2 separate regions of the Salmo salar genome follow, and region 2 is linked to region 1. The links are chromatin contacts, called in public Hi-C maps. All regions are on one chromosome and are shown on one strand. Each heading gives the region's core, a stretch centred on a gene start, on an enhancer-like site or on the middle of the called end of the contact. The rest is flanking DNA. Distances are from core to core; before and after follow the strand shown. Region 1 holds the start of plchb (1-acyl-sn-glycerol-3-phosphate acyltransferase theta-B). Region 2 holds the start of LOC106568157 (ankycorbin).

Evidence for each region. Hi-C and Micro-C count contacts between places; a contact is called where the count stands out from the background.
Region 2: a Hi-C map of muscle shows a contact between it and region 1, with 3 times the contacts expected there. The contact joins the promoter of LOC106568157 here to the promoter of plchb in region 1. A contact is called at or near these places in 2 of 3 Hi-C or Micro-C datasets (gill and muscle).

The regions. Positions count from the first base shown.
Region 1 is chrssa13:94,105,875-94,109,600 of Ssal_v3.1, reverse strand. plchb (1-acyl-sn-glycerol-3-phosphate acyltransferase theta-B) reads left to right here and starts at 1,560. Exons shown (of 6, transcript NM_001141489.2): 1 at 1,560-1,605; 2 at 1,909-2,107; 3 at 2,472-2,544. The coding sequence starts at 1,940. LOC100194936 (Coiled-coil domain-containing protein 98) reads right to left here and starts at 87. Exons shown (of 9, transcript NM_001139965.1): 1 at 1-87.
Region 2 is chrssa13:94,334,273-94,338,268 of Ssal_v3.1, reverse strand. LOC106568157 (ankycorbin) reads right to left here and starts at 2,425. Exons shown (of 18, transcript XM_014138236.2): 1 at 2,166-2,425; 2 at 1,534-1,613. The coding sequence starts at 1,569.

The DNA of each region.
Region 1 (3,726 bases), core at 311-2,810:
CTTCTTTTTGTCAGAAAGACAACATCAAAAGTGTTACCACACAAACATAAGGAGTAATCCAGACACGTCACAGGGGCTATAAAGCTGAAGCATCCGTTTAGAACGTTTTCTCACCACCAAATATGGTAGCGAGAGGAAGTTCAGTCGCGGGTAGTGGGAGAGGATGTAACTAGGTGAAACTGGACCGACATTCTGCTAATTTTATCATCGATGAAAAATCTGATCTCCAATACATTGTTCTGTTCCCAAAACTACAATCTGTTACGAACACAGTGCACTAAGTTGAATAGACTTGACGCTTTGCCAACTTTTTTATAAAATGGCGTTGTTTAGAAGAAGTGCAATGTCGAATTGCGTTAATGCATACGCGCATTTCATAGAGAAGACATTCCCTAACTGAAATATGAAAATACACGCCAATAGGATCTCGCTAGCTCGTGTTTGGCTTTGCCCACCTCCTTGCTTGTTCTGCCCACTATGCTTAATTTCCTCCAACTGTAAACGTCACAGATAAACTATCTCGGGTTAGTTATAAATATATTTGGTGTTACGATTGCGTAAAAACAGCGTTTTTTTTCTGCGCAGCTGAATATGCACGAAAGCTGAACTTTTTTCGAGCAACTCGCCAGTGGGGGGAGTGGTTTTATTATTTCCACTAGTTACCACAGCCATAAAGTCAAAATGGCTTTTTCGTAAAAAAATGTATATTAACAGAAAATTGCTTTTGTTCTTAATTTATGTTTAGGGTTAGGCATACGGTTAGCTGTTTGGTTAATGTTAGAGTTCGGTTAAAAATCACTTTTTAGGAAGATACAGTGGTGTGAATTACTTAAGTAAAAACACTTGAAAGTACTACCTAAGTAGTTTTTTTGTGTATCTGTACTTAAGTTTACTATTTATATTTTTGACAACTTTACTACATTCCTAAATACAAGTATGCACTTTTTACTCCATACATTTTCCATGACACCCAAATGTACATTTTGAATGCTTAGCAGGACAGGACAATTGTCTAATTCACACACGTATCAACAACCCTGGTCATCCCTACTGCCTCTGATCTGGCGGACTCACTAACACAAATGCTTAGTTTGTAAATTATGTGTTGGAGAGTGCCTCTGGCTATCAGTAAATAAATAAAAAACAAGAAAAGTATGCCATCTGGTTTTCTTTATATAAGGAATTTGAAATGTATTTATACTTTTACTTAAGTATATTTTAGCAATGACATTTACTTTTAATACTTAAGTATATTTAAAACCAAATACTTTTAGACTTTTACTCAAGTATTATTTTACTGGGTGACTTTCACTGTTACTTGAGTTATTTTCTATTAAAGTATCTTTACTTTTACTCAAGTATGAAAATGGGGTACTTTTTTCACCACTGCGAAGATGCATTGTATTGTAGATGCATTGTAGAAATAGGCGCGGTTTATGACTTTGTGAATGTGGTAACTAGTGACGTCCTGGTTTTATTTTTACAGCAGATCTTGCGCACTGTCCTGTGGCTGACTACACTGTTGGGTTGCAACCTGCGACCACTACCGCTACAGCGACGTACAGAAGAATGGAAAACTCGCTAAGACAACGAAGAGGTCTTCAGGTTACTATTTCTCTTTAATACATTTGGAAACATTTCATGTTCTGCAGTCAAACTCGGATATGGTAGGCTCAATAATGTAAGCTATTTCTAGTGGTTCTCTTCTCGGCTTGGCTGTATAGTTAGCTAGGCTATTTCGGTGTTCATATCCCGTTTCAGATCCTGTTTACCTAGCTAACTTTACATAGCTAACTACCTAGCTAGGCCCAAGTCAAAAATATGAATTCAGTCTCCTCTATTATAAAAAGAAAATATAATGCTTATTTGGAATGAATAGCTAATAAACGTTATGTCTCTCTTCTGTAGATAACTTGAACCATATGTGCCATACCAGTGCATGACAGACCTCTCTGAGGGAGGGATGGATGACCTGTGGAGTATAGCGACTTTGTTGCTGCAGGTGTGGTTCTCCGTGATGATTGGGCTCATCATGATACCAGCTATGTTTGGCCTCTCCCTGGGGGTCACTTCGGTCTACATTCAGATTCTGGTCAAGATATTGGAGGTAACTGCTGGAAGTTCGATATAGCTCACTATTTCTTATTTTATTCTGAAACATTTTATTGAAGCATAACCTCATATAGCATCTAATAAAGAACTATGTTATTCTGTTTGCGAACAGATGATTTATGAAAAGATACATATTTTTTTGTATAAATGCATTAATCGGATATTTCATGGATTTATATTCACTACTATATGTAGGATTTTGTGCTCTGTATACTGTATTCATGTTGCCCCCTGACCCCGTAGAACAGACTGACATAGTTAATGTTCAATGCGGGGAACGCGGGGCAGTTGGGCAAGATGCAGTATGTAGAAAGCATTGTGTGTGAGGTCAGCTGAAAATAAATCTGTTCTATGGGCAGTGGGCCACCCTTCGGATCCAGAGAGGACACAGGGATCGACCCACTCTGCCAGTGCCTGCTCCGCTACCCAATGGTGAGTGACATTACACTCACTACCCATCGATGAATGAGTTCATGCTGAGGTCTGGAGGGACCCTGTCTGTGTAACTTATTGTGGATGACTATCAAACTGTAGCCTAATCTTTATTTTTTTCATTAACTTTTGTACTAAGCAATTATTTTCTATGGTTCCTTCACTATGCTGAATGATACCATTTGAATCAATACTCTTTAGTTTGTATTTGCCCCTAACTGAAATGTGAATAGCCCTGTGATAATTATTAGGCTAATTACACAGTAATAAGGTAATTATACATCCAGTAAGTTGAGTTGAGTTCTGATGGTCTATAGGAGAAATATTTGAATTCAGCAGAACTGCATTTCCAACATCCCATTGTTATGTGGAGTCCTTGGTTCTGCTCTTAGAGCATATTGTTTTGTAGTATGAGGGGTTGAATGAATTCAGCTCTGTCTGGAAGGAGTAGAGTAGACCCTGTACATGTGACTGTGTGTCAGTGTGGTGGCTTATGATTGGTCAGCTTATGATTGGTCAGCTCAGCTGATGTGGGGTTGCGGAGTGGTCATCACGAGCTTCTATACCCACAATATCATAAATAAAGTCTGCCCATTTCTACAATTTATCTTCTTAAAAGTATATTTTGTAAGTAACCTTAACCACACCGCTAACCTTACGCCTAACCCTAACCTTAAATTAAGACCAAAAAGCAAATTTCTGTAGGCAAGTTTTACTTTGTGGCTATGTAATCTGACTTTGGGGATATGGAAGCTAGTGGAAACCGTGTGGAGTGGAGCAGCCATGTCCCACTCTGATGATGCAATAGAGGATTGCATAACTTCAGGCAGAAAACTGACTCTCTGTGTATAGCTTAACCCTCAACCCATGCTGTGAAATACTGTATGCCCCCTTCATCTTCTCTTCCTTGGAAATATACTGTACAACGTTTGAAAGACGTCACGTCACCGTCTTCAGTGGAGCTATGTTGAGTTAAATTTGATACTTATTAGACATGTATATCATATTCTATTTTGAACTGCCTTGAAGATTCCAGAAGATCGGATTTATACTGGGGACTTTTTTGTGGTGTCTCTATAAGTTGTCTATCTGCAATCCTACCCTATGTTGTTGAATTAACACTCAATCATCTTCTGATCACAGAAACATTGGTATTCTAAATCAGGGTTGACAGGAAACTTA
Region 2 (3,996 bases), core at 1,176-3,675, 230 kb before region 1:
TGTGGTATTGCTGAAAGCAAAATGAACGTGGTCTGTGGCGCTAGGTGATCCACAGTAATCCCACTAATACAGTATATGAGGAGGGTTTTCTCAGTCAATAGACATAATGACACATGGGTATGGTATTGACTAAGGCTGTCCATCTATAGGCCACATAGAATATGTATGGGCTAATAGCTCAACTTGAAAACCTCTCATGAGCCACTTTTCAAAACTAGTAAATTCATATGATGGGGTGAATTCTATGCAAAACCAGAATTCAACCAAAACATAATAAATCCGTATTAAAAAGGCAGGTCTTCAACTGGTTCAGATGGGGTTTTTTCATGAGTGAACATTTTGGAAAATGTGTTTTAATGTATCCAGTCCTAGACTCTTCCACAACCGGCAATAACATATTTCGCCCGGGGAGAATGAGAGTAGACTATCGGATCACAGTTTAGGTCATTTTCTATCTACTAACACTAAGGCCACCAGTGGAAACAGTAAACCGTAGCCAATCTTGTGGACAGAATATGTTTTTTTTCTTAATAGCAAAGCAAGTGTGAGAAGTGGTTATGTGGGTGTGAACTATCAAAGTAGATGGTTACAGACATACGGACGGACTGTTCCTAAGCAACCTAAATGTGAAAAACACCCACAGGTTGCAACTCCCACTGTTAAAATACATTAGTCAGCCATAAGCAATGGTTATGTTTTACAACAACAGCATCAGATACAATACCCTGTTATTTGTGGAAATAATATTTGCATATAGTCTCTCACTTTTATAATTTCAAGCTAATAAAGGTTTCTAATCTATGTATGTCTTATCTTCCGTATGTCATATGGGCACATTAATAGTACTAAACAGAGTACTTTTCCTATAGACAATCACACCCCGAAACTGCCTTGGGCCTCTTGAAAACTCTAAGTATTCCAGTGACTCAGAAGGAATCTTCAACTCCTACATATTTCAGTGAAGGTATTCTGCCTCAAAAATCTGTCTGTCAATAACATTGTAACAGTTCTGAAATGTACATTGATTTATGAAATGTAATGTGTTCAAAGAAAACAAACTCTAGTTGCCTGACTTTTGGTTTATCCCCAGCTTCCACATTAGGTACATAATCATCCAAGATGACAGATGTACCCAATTTAAAGTGTTTAAATCGCCCCCTTCATAGCCACACTTCCTCTCTGGCACTGATGCCGTCTGATTATGGTCACTGTTTTAATTTTTTATTTAAACTTTATTTAAGTAGGCAACTATTTAACTGTGACTACTGATGAGTCACACTCAGTGGAAGTTAGTCACTCCCTGTAGGATATTTAGGAAACGCAGCCTGGAAAAGTCACTCCCAAATGATTCAGTCACAACTATGGAGAAACTACCCATGGAGGCTATTACTGAAATAACTTTATGGCAGAGGGCTTCATTGCTATGACAGTCACAGAGCCATATGGATCGATGAATGAATTAATGCATTCTGTCAGGCAAGAACATACCACCACCACCGCAAAACCCCATTGAAAAGTAATGCATGTTCTTACATCGCTCTTCCTAAACTTTGCTTTAAAGCTCTTCATCTTAGGCCTGGTCCATACAGTTTCCCACTTGTCCAGGTGAGCCTCTGAAACAAAAAAAATGAGTTACACATCTTATACTTTTAATAAGTCTAACTGATGAAAATTAAGTTAGTCTCTAAAGTGCAACAGGGAGAGGTAACATGTGCAAATGTAACACTTTTCTCTGATTTCATGGTAACTTATTTGAGAGTTGGCCCTTATTATTATGCATGTGTAACTGTGTAATATTAACCATTTGCAATATAAACGTGTCTTGCACTCATCCGCGCAATAGCCTACCCAGCACTAATGAATAAAAACAAACTATGGGACAGAACGTATAGGCTGATACAAAGTATCCATCGCGAGTCCCATGGCAAGGTTTGAAGTTATTTTGAGGTGGTTACAGTAACGTTAGCCTGTAGCAATAGATTTCTGTATATAATTGCTACAACTAGTGCACAACGTCCAACGCCAACATATTTTATTTTTACTCCGATACATTTGTATCATTCAACCACGCTTGCTCGTTAGCGAAAGATAGGAACAGCTAGCAAGCTAACAATTCAGTCTAGCATCAACTTTGTAAATAATGTATGAACACACTGCACACTTACCCTTTAAAAGTTGGGACTCAGTAATATTCTGTTCGACAGCCTACAGAGTTGACTAAATTGTCAGTCGGTAGAAATATATTAAAATAGAATCGACAAACAGAAAAGGAATAGCTAGTGTGAACAAATAGCCCGCCTAGATAGGCTATGCTGGCTAGGTTCAGGCTGAATACATTAAAAGTTGGACTATTCAAGTGCCTATCGCTTTGCTCGGAAGCTAGCTCACTCTGAGTGTTACTCGAGTTGAAATGGTGACGTCATTCCTCCCCCGTGACCAAATATTTCTGCATATTCCCAATCATGAATAAACATTTTGTAGGCTAAATGTGCAATTGAATTATAGTCTTGTGTTTATTGTAATATTTGACAACAATTACAACAGGTAAACACTGTTTACAACACCAACGTGACTGATCACACTTCTCTAATAGGTAGACAGCAATAGCATATACGCAAAAGCACACTACACTTCTGCGAATTCAATTTCTCCTAAAGGCTGCACCCCATAGGTATGCGCAAAAATAGCAACACTACTGCATAAGCTACAAATAGACCGTGTACTGCCCTTCTGTCTATTTTTCATATTTTCTTCAATGCAAATCTATTCTATCGCTGTTAACATTAATTGTTTTACTTCTGAGATGGTTTCTGTCTGCTTTAATGCTCTGTCTATCCCACGTGAACATCTGTGATATCATCAGGCTCTTGCTCTCTCAGCTCAGCAGAATGGTTTACTATACTATACAAACATTTAGAAACCATACATCAGTGCAATCTAGCCTCACCAGATATATAGGCTATTTCATGGTTGACGTACAGCATTTGAATCATGCATGAAGCCATGTTACAAAGACATTTGGCTGGATTAATGAAACAACAAAAGCTGCCTCTGACAGTGGTAGCCTACATCTGTCTTCTAATCCACATTGCCATAAAGGCTTTCACCAGCCTGGTTCGATTTTTGTCCTACAGTCAAGGCCCCCAGACATAAGCGACTTAAGCGGTCACTTATTCGAGCCCCTGGCCACTAGGAGGCCCCAGACCAATTTGAAAATAAATATATTTAATAATATATATATACATATTTAGGAACTCAGTTGGCTCTCAACTTACTGTTGATAGTTAGAATAGTGCAAGGTTGGAATTTGGTTGTTCATCATCAGTTTTTCTCTTGTTATGTCAGTCACTGACAGTCACTCAATAAGCTACAGTATGTCAGCTAACAATTTTAGATTGGTAAATTAGTCAAACCAGCTATCTAAACTTGTAGTAATAATGGATAAATACCAACTGGGCACGGAAGGCACGTGCACAGGGGACTTCCAGTTGGCTCCGATTGATTTTTGTCACTCTCACTCAGATATCATCAATATGGCATAAGTCCTGGCAAAATGTGTAGAATTGCAAGAAATTAGCTGTAAAATTGACATTTTTTTCTCACTTCCCCATGGCAAAATGAGTAGAATTGCATGAAATGTGTTATAAAATTGCAAAATAATCTCTCTGCCCCGTGGCAAATTGTGTAGAACTGCAGAAAGCTTGTTTTAAAACTGCAACACTTTCTCTACGTCCCATGGCAAAAGGTGTAAAATTGTAAAATTGAAGGACATTTTCTTTAAAACATTTTTTTTCTCTCTGTCATCAACAGGAGGGACACTAAAATGTTTTGCCTGCAAGGTAGATCCCGCTCAGGGCCCGAAAAGGCTAGGGCCGGGCCGGGCCTGCCTACAATACTGGGCTGGAACAAAAACATGCACACCCTATAGGTCTCAACGCAACGACCAGTACTGAAGAACAGCCTCTCCCAGTCTGACCTCAACTTTGCCTCAGCATG